Linked DNA regions of Mus musculus: region 1 is linked to region 2. Evidence: chromatin contacts called from public promoter capture Hi-C data. All regions are on one chromosome and are shown on one strand. The core of a region is the stretch at or near the end of the contact, and the rest is flanking DNA. Distances in the headings are between cores, read along the strand shown.

Region 1 (6,592 bases), core at 1,837-4,336, 200 kb after region 2:
GACTCTTGTGGAAAACAAAGGCATGGACTAGGATATCTCTGAGGTCCTCTGTAGGTTGGAAAAAAAAAAGTCAAACAGCAAATAAGTACATAATGCTCTGTGATTATAATCCCCACGGAAGCGAACTGTCTCCAGCTGTCCTGCTGGTGTCTTGTTTTTGGTCAGGTAGTAGGCTCTTGCCTCTCATCACATATGCCTGGTCTCTTTTAGACATCACCTGTCTTTGAAACTGTTGCTGAAGTGTGCTGAGAGCACTAAGAATTCTCCTTTGTTCTCTGATCTTGTAGCTATTGTTCACAGCTTCATGTTCATGTAGCTCACGCAGACATTCTCAAGAGGAGATTTCTGCCTTCAGCCTTTGCTGCTGTAGTTCCTGAGAAACTGACCCAAGGAAGCCAGGGGCAGCTGAGGGTCTTTCTATACGCCAAAGCTGTTTAGATTGAGATCTGAAGTGGGGTGGGGTCATCCCTTTGTTCTTTTCTGGAGTATGACGTATCACTTCTTACAATCATAGGGCAACTCCTAAGCCCTTGAGTTTCTTTTAAGTTTTTCAGAAATTAGTTCATTCAGGGTCCTTGCATGTGTGAGAGGCATGGACAGTGGCCTGGCTAGCATGTCTCCCCAGTCTGCAGAGAGAGGATGGGGCTGGATTACAAGGCAAGTTGAACAGATGGTAGAACTATACAGTGTCAGCACTGAGGGCCTGGAGTCTATAGAGAGCGTGTGATGAAGACTATCAATGTCATGAAGCTCCTTTAGGTCTTCTGATCTCAGAGCCATGCAATTCTCCAGTCTTAAGAGTAAGCAGCTCCCACTTGGGCTCTGAGAGCTTCCTGGTCCTGTTACTAGTCAGAGCTGTTTCAAAATAGGAACTTGCCTATGATTTTTAAATTTGACTAATTACTCCTGTCCTAAAGTATAAAACCATGTATTCATGTGAAAGAGTATTTTTTAAAAAATATATTATTTTTATGTGTATGGGTGTTATGCCTGCATGTATATATGTGTACCATGTGCTACACCTTGTTCCAGTGGAAGCCAGGAGAGGACCCTAGATCCCCTTGAGCTGGCATTATGGGTGACTGAACCACCGTGTGTGTGTGTGTGTGTGTGTGTGTGTGTGTGTGTGTGTGTGTGTCTGTGTCTGTGTGTGTGTCTGTGTCTGTGTGTGTGTGTGTGTCTCTGTGTGTGTGTGTGTGTGTGTCTGTGTGTGTTAGAAACTGAATCCAGACCCTCTGAAGGAATAGCCAGAGTTCTTAGCCCTGAGTCATATTGCCAGCACTAAGGATATTTTTCTAACTCCATATTTAGTTCTGTGGTGCCAGTAAAGAGAGAGCGAACATTTCCCTGATGCTAAAACTCCTCTTCAGCCGGGCGTGGTGGCGCATGCCTTTAATCCCAGCACTTGGGAGGCAGGTGGATTTCTGAGTTCGAGGCCAGCCTGGTTTACAAAGTGAGTTCCAGGACAGCCAGGGCTACACAGAGAGACCCTGTCTCGAAAAACAAACAAACAAACAAACAAACAACCTCCTCTTCTGCATGTGTTCGATTCCCTTTGCCAGTCCTGTGGCTCTGGCTATTCTCAGATTATTTTATTGATGGCCAAGAGGCAAAAGACTATCCTTTACTTTGACTCTTCAGCACATTGTCTTTATAGAATGCACACAACATTTTATTTATGGTTAGTCTTTAAATAATCATTAATATGGGGTCAGCATTCTGTTTTGAAATAGATAGGATTCAGCTTGGTGTCTTCGGGGTGTCCTGACTTTGTTTTGCCTCTCATTAAGTGCTTTCCCTTTATATGATTCACTTTTATGTTCTGAGTAGTGTTTTATTTTACTTCTCAAATAATTTGCATATACTTGTCATTTAAAACAAAACAATAGTCAGGGACTGAAGAGATGGCTAAGCAATTAAGAGCACTTGCTGTTTTTGCAGAGGACTGGAATTCTGTTCCCAGGTCCACAGAGTAGCTCACAACTGTCTGTAATTCCAGTTCCAGGGGATCCAATACCCTTTTTCTGGCCTCCAAAGGTACTAGAGAAACATGGAATAAATGCATGCAGACAGGCAAGCACTCACACAATAAAACAAAAGTAATTAAGTCTTCTTTTCAAGCCAGTTTACTTTAGGGCATAATAAAACACACCCACACTTCAGACATAGTTTAAGGATAAGGCAGAGCATACTTCCTGTCTTTAACACATATCACCTCAACTACAATCCTCAGACAAATGAAAAGACCCATTAAGTACACATCTAAGCTTCCATTTCATTTCTGCTATAGCCTACTGACTGTTTCCCATGGGACTTCAGGTGCATAGTAACACAGAGGTCTACAATGGCTTGCAGCTTTGTGAAGGCTTCCTAATGTAAGCAGTTGCCTTCTCCTCTGGAGAAGCTGTCTCTCGACAAAGCAGGTACTTAGGGAATATTTAAACGTGCTATTTATATGTGAACAACTTTTTGATCTACAAACAAAACTCAGATGCTGTCAGGCATATCAATAAGATAACAGACATGATTTGAACACTGTCATGGTAGCCACCATCCTCAGAATGCGTCTGAAGTGAGTGAAAGCTGAGGAATCTTCTTGCAGGACAGCTGATGCTGTCAAGAGAGGCTGGACATTTTTTTCTCTCAGTATTCCAACCTAAGGTGGGAAGAAAGAAGGTTGCTTTATTACTAGCCACAGAGGTTTTAAGAAATAATATATAAGCCAGGTATAGTGGCACACATATGTAAACCCAGAGCTTATGGGATCGTGGTAGGAGGATGGTGGTCTAGGAACACAGTGGGACCATGGAAATTAGGAAAGAAAAAGAAGGAAAAAGCAGAAAACAAGGTGATAAAAGGAGGAAAATATTTTCTTGCCTCATATAACTGATAGGAGTTAGACAAATAAAACATTAATCTGTAAACCGAAACACAATCAGAAGTCAAGATAGTGAAATCATGCAGCACTGATTTAAGGGTCAATGTTTGGTTTTTCTTTCACACGCACACACACACACACACACACACTGTGCCATAGTGAGTGACTTTCAAAGCAGAATGAGGAAGTTACATAAATGAAGACATCAATAACCACTTGGTGCCTGTCAGGAGATGGTAAAGAAAGCTAAACAGGAGCTTGGAGCCCATTGCCTATGGACTCTTTGGAGAGTGATGTAAACACCTCTGGCTCCCACCTTTAGGGCAAAAAGAAGACAGGAAGGTAATTGCACAACAGTTCAGATTGTATTCTGCGTTATCTAAATACAGGATTTAAAACCATGCAGAATGTGTTAGGAGAAGTAGAGGAAATGGTAGCGAAAAAAGAAAGTAATGGGGGAAGTTCAAAAAGTTAAGAAGTTGCTTAAAAATAGAGTGAAATTATACCCCCGCTGTGTTTGGCCTAGTTTCAGGACAAAATGAACATAAAATTTAGAAGTCATTGGAGGAAACAAAGCAGGTGGGAGGAAAAACGCACAGGGATGCCACAGGCAAGCCTTAGATATGATGGCACTGCTGGAGCCTGGGGTCAGGCTCAGATGCAAGGTCATGACTTATGTATTCAGTCTCCCTTAGTATCAGCCTCTGTTAGCTAGCATTCCATCACTGTAACAAATGTCTCAAATAAACCAACCTAGAGAGAGAAAGGTTTATTTTGGCTCACAGTTTCCATTAACAGTTGGCTGGCCTCTAGTTTGGGGCTTCCGGTGACTATCTTATAGCATCAGAGAGCAGGCTCTGGTTGTGAGTGTGGCTAGGAATGGAAAATATTCTGAGGCACTCACATCCTCTTCAGGCACATGTTCCCAGCGAGTAGAAGACCTACTTCTAGACCTCTTAGAGATTCTCCTGACTCCTTACAGAGCTACACAGGAGCCCAAGCCTTAGCCACATGAGCCTCTTTGTTGTTAAAATGAAATTGGTGTTGCAGTTAGGACCAATAGAGCAACATGTATGAACTATCTGGCATGTTTGAACACACTACAAACCCTAGCTTCCCTTTCTTGGTCTCTTCTTCCATCGAAGGCATTCACGGTAATCTAAGGTAGTGAGCAATGGTTTTCAATTTTTAAAACTTTATCACAATTGCATAGAATTCTTTGGTTGAACATTTCTATATAAAACTTGCTCAAGACCCCTTGCCCTATAGTTACAGCATATTCAAAGCCCAGCTTACCTGACTTCTGAATCTATATATGCTCTTAAGCTCACTGTCCTGTCATTGATATACTTAGCTCTTCCCAGCTTTTGGTATCTATCTTGTTTCCATAGGAACCCTGGTAACTGTGTTCTGGCTCCGTTCCTATCAGCTACGGCAGCATTTCCTGTTAGCACATAGCCAGCCCTAATTCTGGGTTCTGAGTTTTCTGTGGCCTAAGGGAAACCTCTATGGTCAAATATAGCTAAGCAAAGGGCTCCACCCATGGGCACTGGCTTTGAGGTTTTGGGGGATTTTACTTTGTGATATGTTCTTGCAAACATCTTTTTCCGGGCTGATTAGGATGTATTTATACACACATACACTGGGTACTCTCGTGTCTTAAATTTCCTTCTGTGGATGAGCAGCAAGAAGTTTTCACACATACACAGCAACAATCTGCCATGAGTAAAACCCATGGCTTGTCAACAATCAGAAGACGTTCCCAAACATGTGTGATAAATCAATACATACAAATAACTAAATACATATGTGGAAATTCATCAGCCATTAGGGAAGTGCTAACTGAGTTCACAGCAAGACAGCATCATAGACTTGGGGGTTTGCACAAACCAACATAGAGTGGTATCCTGAGTTTCGACGAGGGAATGCAACACCTGAGCCATTACAATGGTGCAGTTCAATGTACTCTGAAAAGTGCAGTGGTATAGCCACTTTGAACATCAACCTATGGGAAGACTTAAAGCATTAAACAGATACTCTCTACTCCATTCCTTGATCCATATACAAAAGAAATAACAGCATATGTCCATACAGAAGTTTTATGAGTGTTCATCATTTGTAGTTGTCAAGGAAATGACCCAGACATTTAAAAAAAGTATAGTAGTAAAAAAGCAAAGCATCTGTATTCGTACAATGACATACTTCACACAATAAAGGAGTGAACTCTTTGTATGTACAGCATGGGTAAATCACAGAACAAGTAGGCTTGGAGAAAAGATGTATATAATGCCGGGCAGTGATTGCGTTTGCCTTTAATCCCAGCACTTGGGAGGCAGAGGCAGGCGGATTTCTGAGTTCGAGGCCAGCCTGGTCTACAGAGTGAGTTCCAGGACAGCCAGAGCTACACAGAGAAACCCTGTCTCGAAAAAAAATAAAAAGATTTGTATACTGCGTAATTGTAATGACATGAGATTCTAGAAACTGCACACTAATCTATAGTGATAGAAAACTGATCAGTGAGTATCTGGGCATGGGAAAGAGGCTGGAAAGAAGTGGGCAGAAGGAAGCACAAAGGAAGGAGAAAATGTTTGAGAGGGATGAAGACCTCTATCTAGAGGTTGCATTAGTGTCACAGGTATATAAGAGTATCAGCACCTGCTAAGGTGTGCACTGTAGATGCCATGTGTTGTGTGCCAGGAGGCTTTGCACAGTGGAGGCTCTGTATTTGGCTTCAGCATGAGTAGTTGCCTTGTCCACCTTCCATGCCCCACTTGGCATTCTTCTGGGAGTAGTTTGGGGGAAGCCAGAGGCCTATATAGCCCAATCCCTCATCTTTGATGCAGTAGGAAGTATCTGATGATTAGATGTGCACAAACCAGTGCTCTCTCTCTCTCTCCCTCCCTCTCTCTCTCTCTCTCTCTCTCTCTCTCTCTCTCTCTCTCTCTCTCTCTCTCTCTCCATATGTGTGTGTGTGTGTGTGTATTATATGGCCCAGCATCCCCCATTACTTTTATCTTGACAGTCTCCCTAAAGTTGTTGGCTAAGCTACAGAAGTTGACCACATAAGTAATGTATAAAGATATTTAGGATCTCCTTACCTACTAAGGAGTGTACTGTAGTAGGACTGGCTATTCCTTCTACCCAGGAAAGGACACAAAAGAATGTAGAAGGAAGTGGTTTTCTGGGACTATATGTGTGGTTCAGGGGTAAAGTACTTTATATAGAGTGCAGAGGCCTGGGATCAATTGTTGTAATCTCATTAATAGGTCATACTAAGTAATGTGGGAAGAATGGGTAAGGGGAAAGAGAAAGGAAGGGTGACACACATTACCCTACATATTGGAGAAAAAGTGGAACTGTTTGCTGAGGTAGGAAGACGGAGAGATGCAGAGTACTTACTACATCTTACTGAGACTGCCACCTATACGGATTTCCACTGGGACTTCTTACATATGCAGGCCTATCTTGTCTGGTCTAAGTCACTGTTGTTTCTTAAGCAAATATTCATCTGTTTCTCATCATATTTCTATACAGAGGGGTAGCATTTAGGGATGATAGGCTAGTTTTCTTACATATGACATGCTTTGAACTATTTAAGTAGAGGGTAGGTTCAGGGAAATGGTAAGGACCAAGTGAAAGACGCCTCTTCTAGTGGAGAACTGAGTATGTGTGGACCCATTGCAGGGTGATGCTCAGTTTGAAGTCAATAAAAGA
Region 2 (6,664 bases), core at 3,258-5,757:
TAGGTAAATGAGATGAAAACACGTTTCAAAAGATGAAGTGAAACTCACACACACAAACACACACACAAACAAGAAAAAACTATTCAGCACCCTTAACCATGAGGGAACTCCCGACTCACACCAGTCAGAATGACTGTCATAAAAACAAATCAAATGCTGGCAACAACTTGGGGTGGGGGTGGGGCTTTTCTACACTGCTCATGGGAATGTCTATTAGTAAAGCCACTGTGGATATCAATGTGACCCAGCTATGCCACCCAAGCATAGCCCCATAGGACTCTTATGAAAGAATGAAATTACAATAGTAAGCAAAATAACTGAAACTGAGAACAAGAAAAGTGCCATGTTTCCTCTCAGTTTTGAATTTATGTATGACAGGAAAGTACAAGCAAGATAGACCGTGGGAGAGGAGAAAATAATGGGGGGATATGAATACAGCACCTTATACGCTGGAATGAAATAGATGTCTGCAAATCTGTCACTATCTACACACAAAGAGTATAATATACATCAATAAAAACAAATTCCTTATAGACCAGCAGTTTAATATTCTGCACCAAACAGATCAACTATCAAATGTACAGAAGAAAAGAAAGTTACTACCAACATGTGAAAGACTAAAGTGGTATATTATAACATGGATAGTCATGAACATTTCAGCAGTCTATTTTCTTAAACATGAAGCCTTGGTAGTTTTAAGACTCTTTAGGGCCTAAGAGATGGCTCAGCGCACTCCCTGCTCTTGCAGAGTACCTAGCCAGATTCTAGTACCCACACCCAGGTAGCTAACAACTGCATCTAACTCCAGATTCAGGGGACCAGCCTCTTCTGGTCTAACACTTGCACACAGAGACCTAGGCACAAATGAAATTAACAAAAATAAAATGGCCAGATTTTAGTTTTGAATCGTAAATTTACAAGTATTCACACGGGCTTTTGGTATTTCTAGATTAAAATTCTTAGATACTTCAAAATTATCAAGTAATAGTCAAATGGATAAAAACCAGACATCATCAATAACTCATGAACTAGATACTGACAGATGCCTGCGATTCCAGTACTCAGAATGTCAAGGCAGGAAGACCAGAGGCTGACGATTAACTCTGTATTATACATGTTCCCCAAATCTACTGTGCTCTCTAGGGTTCTACTACAGACAACTAAATCAAATGTGTTAGCTGACAGACCATAGTCTTTTGAGACACAGTTTCATTACATATTCTAGTATGACCTCCAACTCATGGCAATCCTCGTATGCTACCAAGGGAAGGAGGGGGGAGGGGAGAGAAAGAGAGAAGAGTAGAGGGAGGGAAGGCAGACTGCATTAAACTTGTAAGAACATTTACAAGCCACACTATGAAAGGGCCTATTCTAAAATCAGGAAGCTACAAAGTGAATGTTAAGCTTCTGGCTCTAGAACTTTGCAACCACACAAACAACTCTAATCCTAAATTAACATCCAGCCTTTCAAATATTAAGCTTCCATCTAATATACATATAAAGTTAAGACCTGGACTGGCAAAAATGCCTCAAGAGGGTAAAGGGACTTGAGACGACCTGAATGCAATCCCTGGACCTCACACAGAGATAAGAAAGAACAGACTCTCCGGCAGTGGTGGCACACACCTTTAATCCCAGCACTCGGGAGGCAGAGGCAGGCGGATTTCTGAGTTCGAGGCCAGCCTGGTCTACAGAATGAGTTCCAGGACAGCCAGGGCTACACAGAGAAAGCCTATCGAGAGAGAAAGAGAGAGAGAGAGAGAGGGAGAGAGAGAGAGAGAGAGAGAGAGAGAGAGAGAGAGAGAGAGAGAACGAACGAACATGAACAGACTCCATGGTTGTCTTTTAACTTCCATGCACATGCTATGGCACATGTGTCCACACAGGCATGCCATATATAAACACACAATAATAAGAGCCAGTCATGATGTGGTGGTATGAATAAGAATGGCCCCCATAGTCACTTAGATGAAATGGTTGGCCACCAGGGAGTGGCATTTTTGAAAGAATTAGTAGGCATGGCTTTTTAGAGGAAGTGTGTTACTGGGGGTAAAACCCAAGCCAGGCCCAGAGGCTCTCTGCTGCCTGGGGATGTAGAACACTCAGCTACACATCCAGCAACATGTCCTGGCATGCCTTGATACTCTGCCATGATAATGAACTAAACCTCTGAAACTGTAAGTCGGCCCCAATTAAATGCTATCTTTTCTAAGAGTCGTGATGGTCATGGTGTCTCTTCACAGCAACAGGACACTGACTAATGGATGCTTTTAATCCCAGCACTTTAGAAGCAAAGAAGCAAAGGAGAGCAGATCTCTGTGAGTTCAAGACCAGCTCCACATTAAAAGTTACAGGCTAGCAAAGGCTACACTATAAGAACAGGTCTCATAAACAGACAGACAAATAAGGGGCTGGCAAACAAACAAACAAACAAACAAACAAAAAAACCACAAAACAAAATAATAACAAACAAGACACACCAGTAAAGATGCTTGCCACCACACCTAATAAACTACCTCAATTGGATCCTATGGACCTGTATGGTACAAAGAAAAATACCAATCCCCACAAATGTCCTACTCATCTCTACTTACACTGACACTGTGGCAAACGTGTGAGCCCTGCCCCCCACATCTGTATGTAGGGATAAGTAAAATGTAGTTAAAAAGCCATCCCCAAGCTTATATAGAAACATTTACAGTAGCTGAAGTCTTTGACAACTGACTTTCACTCTAGAAATCTGCTGGTCTTCAGAGTCACCCTGACCCATTCCATCAAAATCCAAAAGTCTCAAATGTCAAAATACAATTTTCACACATCTGTTTCTCTTCTCCCTAGTTCAGGTGGCAGCTGACCCAGTTATGTGACAAGTTCTAGCCCACGAAACTCGGCTTTCATGTTTTTGCAATTCCATTTCCCCAATGATCTGGGGAATTCTGGGTACAGTTATTAACATTACAAAACAAAGAAGCCCAGATCCATGGATCAACAAATAGAAAAAAAAAAAACAAAACAAAACAGAACAAACAAAAAACATGATTACAAATTCACTTTGAAAAGAGCCCTCTTAGTTCACAGAGATTTAGGGGTTTAACCTTTAATGTTGTGTATATATTAATAATAAAATCTACTTTTTAAATATTTCCTACTTCAGTAACTTCAAGAGTGTGTGTTCCATGCCTTCTCCATTTTAAATGTAGGCCACATTTGATAAAAAATCAAGTACTCATCATAGAGATGTGTGCCTGCCCCTCCCCCCAGATTCATAAGCAAAACACATGCTTGCTCTCATTATATTCAACTTACAGTGTGAGCACATTTCCAAAGGGTAACTCGCCTCATTTCCCTGGGGAAGGAAGAAAGAATCAATTAGTTATGAGATATACCTAAATATCTTTAGAATATTAAGCAACTATTTTATCGGACAAAACAGGCAAATGAGCTATAAATTCTAAACATAAATTTATGTTCAGAATTATAAACTATACTTACTTTTTAACTGGCAAGAAAACATATCAAGTATTTGTAGCACCATAAACACACTACACAGAAAATCCCACATTTCAGAGACTGGCAATGCACGGCTTGTCTGGCTGGATGAGCTGTTTGGTTTGTTTATTTCTTTTTTGAGACACTGTTTCAAAGCTCGGGCTGGCTTACACTCCCAGTATAGGCAAGGTTGACTTTGAATGTCTGAATCAAAAGCTTGTGCCAACACATCAGGCTAACTTATTTTGTTAAAAAGCTAATCATTTCTAATTCTAATCATTTCTGCTTAGAGTTTAATAAGACTGCAATATGCGCTGTTAAGAAGAGAATCCTCATTACCAAGTACACTCATTCACTAAAACAGAACTTTAAAATTCTGTAAGATGTTAACAGCAATGTTAATAAACCCTGTACAAAACAGCCATTAAAACTTGCTTCTAGCGGGGGGTGGGGGTGGGGACCTTGCTTCTAAGTATTTCTTTATATAAGAAGTCATCCTGTTGCCTAACTTATGTATTTTCTCCATTAGAGGAGGGAAAGGGTATTCTAGAGAAAATACAGAGCCGTGTTTCCTAAAGCTAACATGTTTTAAACTTACATAAGAAAGCCTGCAGAACTGAAGTATTGTACAATATGACCACGTAATTCACAAGATCACTTGATGATGAAGTCCTCAAATAATCAGCTGCTTGGTTTTTCAGGGTAACCTATGTATTTGGTATTTTTGACAAGTCTTACTACGGAACTGTCTGGCACGGAATTTACTAGGTAGAGCAGGCCAGCCCTGAACTCATCCTGCGTCTTTCTAACATGTACTAAAGGTGTGCACTTGGAGCCCAGCAAAGAACCGTCATTATACTGAGTAAAGTACAAACCAAACCAAAAAACAAAACAACAAAAAACCCACCACCACCATCACCACCGCAGCAGATAATATCTGCCAACTAGGAGTAATGCTCCATCAGCCGTGTGACTAGTACAGAACAGGACATCAGGAAGTTGCATCAAGCAGCACTTTTCAGAAATGAGTTGCAATCACTGATATAAAAAGGAACCTGGGGTCTGCCCTTGGAGAACTGAGAAGTACAGGAACATACAGAGACCTACAATCTGCAGCACCCTGAAATCTATAGGGAGCTCCTTCCAGCTTCAGTTGCATTTGGACATCCCAAAGCCAAGGATAGAACTAGTAAGTGGACTAAACTATCTCTGATGCTCACAGAGCTGGGAAGGCTGTGATGCAAGAGGGGTGAGCAGACCACAATACACAAGGCACTGGGGTGCAGTCCAGCAAAAGAGCACAAAATTCAATGTCTGACAATGAAAAAAGCATCATATTATAATTGGAGTAAAACATTTTCAAAAAAAAAAAGCCACGCAGAGAAGACCATAATTATATTCTACCACCTAATTTATATATATAAAAAATAAAGTAAATCTATATTCTATTTTCCTATAATATTCTCTATTCATAATACTAGAGTCTCCTATTCTCTATTCATATAATATATTCTACTCTCCCATAATACATATCATAAATATGTCCCAACAAAATACATCAGGCACAGTGGTGCACATCTGTGACCCAGGAGTCAGATGATAAAGGCAGAACAAGTAATCCTCATTGATTTTGTGAGTTCAAGGCTGGCCTCTATGACATGAGACTGTCTTTTCTGGGGGTGGGGAGGTATCTCTATAGGATTTGTCCTATTTTATTGTTGGTGACGGTTTTGTCAACCTGGGGGCCCACCTGGATATCCACCCACTCTGGCACATCAAGTCTCTGGGAGGCTACGCACAGCCTCTCCCACTAAGGGCAGACAAGGCATCACAAATTTCACCCATGTGGCAGGATACAAAATTAACTCAAAGAAATCAGTAGCCCTCCTTTATACAAATGATAAACTGGCCAAGAAAGAAACTAGGGAAATCACACCCTTCCCAATAGCAGCAAATAATATAAAATATCTTGGTGTAATTCTAATCATGCAAGTTTAAGATGAAAGCTGGAAAGATCTCCCATGCTCATGGACAGGTAGGACTAACGTAGTCAAAGTGGCTATTTACCAAAAGCAACCTAAAGAGTCAGGGTAAGCCCCACCAAAATTTCAATACAATTTTGTATAGACCTTGAAAGTACAATTTTCAACTTCACATGGAGAACCAAAAAAACCGGGATAGCCAAAATCATACTGAACTATATAAAAGGACTTTGGAGGAATCACTATCTCTTACCTCAAGCTGTATGTACTACAGAGCAGTATTATTAAAAAAAAAAAAAACAAACAAAAAGAAAAACAAACAACTTCATGGTATTAGTAAAGAAACAAATCAATGGAATCGAGACTCAGAAATAAGCCCAGACACCTATGGATATTTGATTTTTGATAAAGAAGCCAAAACCATACAATGGAAAAAATAAAGCATCTCCAACAAATGGTGGTGATCTAACTGTATGTCTATACGTAAAAGAATGAAAATAGATTCATATTTATCACCTTGCACAAAACTCAAGTCCAAGTGGATCAAGGACCTCAACCTAAGGAAAACTGGATACACTGAATCTCATAGAAGAGAAAATGGGAAATACCCTGGAATGAATTGGTCCAAGAGAAAATGTCCTGAGCACAACACCAATGGCTCAGGCTCTAAGATCAACAATTGATAAACAGGATCTCATGAAAGGCAAAGGACGGTGTCAATAGGACAAAACAGCAGCCTACAGATTGGGAAAGGATGTTCATTAACCCTACATCTGACAGAGGGCTAATATTCAAAGTCTATAAAGAACTCAAGAAATTAGACAACAACAGCCCAGATTACCCAATTAAAAAATGAGGTATACAGAGACAAAATTTGGAGCTGTGACGAAAGGATGGACTATCTAGTGATTGCCATATGCAGGGATCCATCCCATAATCAGCTTCCAAACACTGACACCATTGCATACACTAGCAAGATTTTGCTGAAAGGACCCAGATATAGCTGTCTCTTGTAAGACTATGCCGGGGCCTAGCAAACACAGAAGTGGATGATCACAGTCAGCTGACATGGGTCACAAGGCCCCCAATGGAGGAGCTAGAGAAATTACCCAAGGAGCTAAAGGGAACTGCAACCCTATAGGTGGAACAACAATATGAACTAAGCAGTACCCGGAGCTCTTGACTCTAGCTGC

Evidence for each region. Promoter capture Hi-C pulls out the DNA fragments that hold promoters and counts their contacts.
Region 1: a contact with region 2 is called in a promoter capture Hi-C map of the HPC-7 cell line. The contact joins two enhancer-like sites. A contact is called at or near these places in 8 of 39 promoter capture datasets (the C10 cell line, the HPC-7 cell line, HPC-7-derived erythroid cells and 5 more), 1 of 115 datasets of contacts at active chromatin or transcription factors (effector CD8 T cells) and 2 of 9 other capture datasets (adipose tissue and pancreatic islet).

The regions. Positions count from the first base shown.
Region 1 is chr11:16,974,960-16,981,551 of GRCm38.p6, reverse strand. All of the region lies in intron 9 of Plek (pleckstrin), which reads left to right. Among named protein-coding and RNA genes, the nearest start is that of Fbxo48, 27 kb to the right of the region's middle. Within about 2 kb of position 3,086, at least 84 of the 459 cell types and tissues checked have an H3K27ac peak or open chromatin away from gene starts, as enhancers often do. A contact at or near this core is called in the HPC-7 cell line and neutrophils, where this site is marked.
Region 2 is chr11:17,178,789-17,185,452 of GRCm38.p6, reverse strand. Ppp3r1 (protein phosphatase 3, regulatory subunit B, alpha isoform (calcineurin B, type I)) reads right to left here. Exons shown (of 6, transcript NM_024459.2): 2 at 3,307-3,346. Among named protein-coding and RNA genes, the nearest start is that of Ppp3r1, 23 kb to the right of the region's middle. Within about 2 kb of position 4,507, at least 27 of the 459 cell types and tissues checked have an H3K27ac peak or open chromatin away from gene starts, as enhancers often do. A contact at or near this core is called in the HPC-7 cell line and neutrophils, where this site is marked.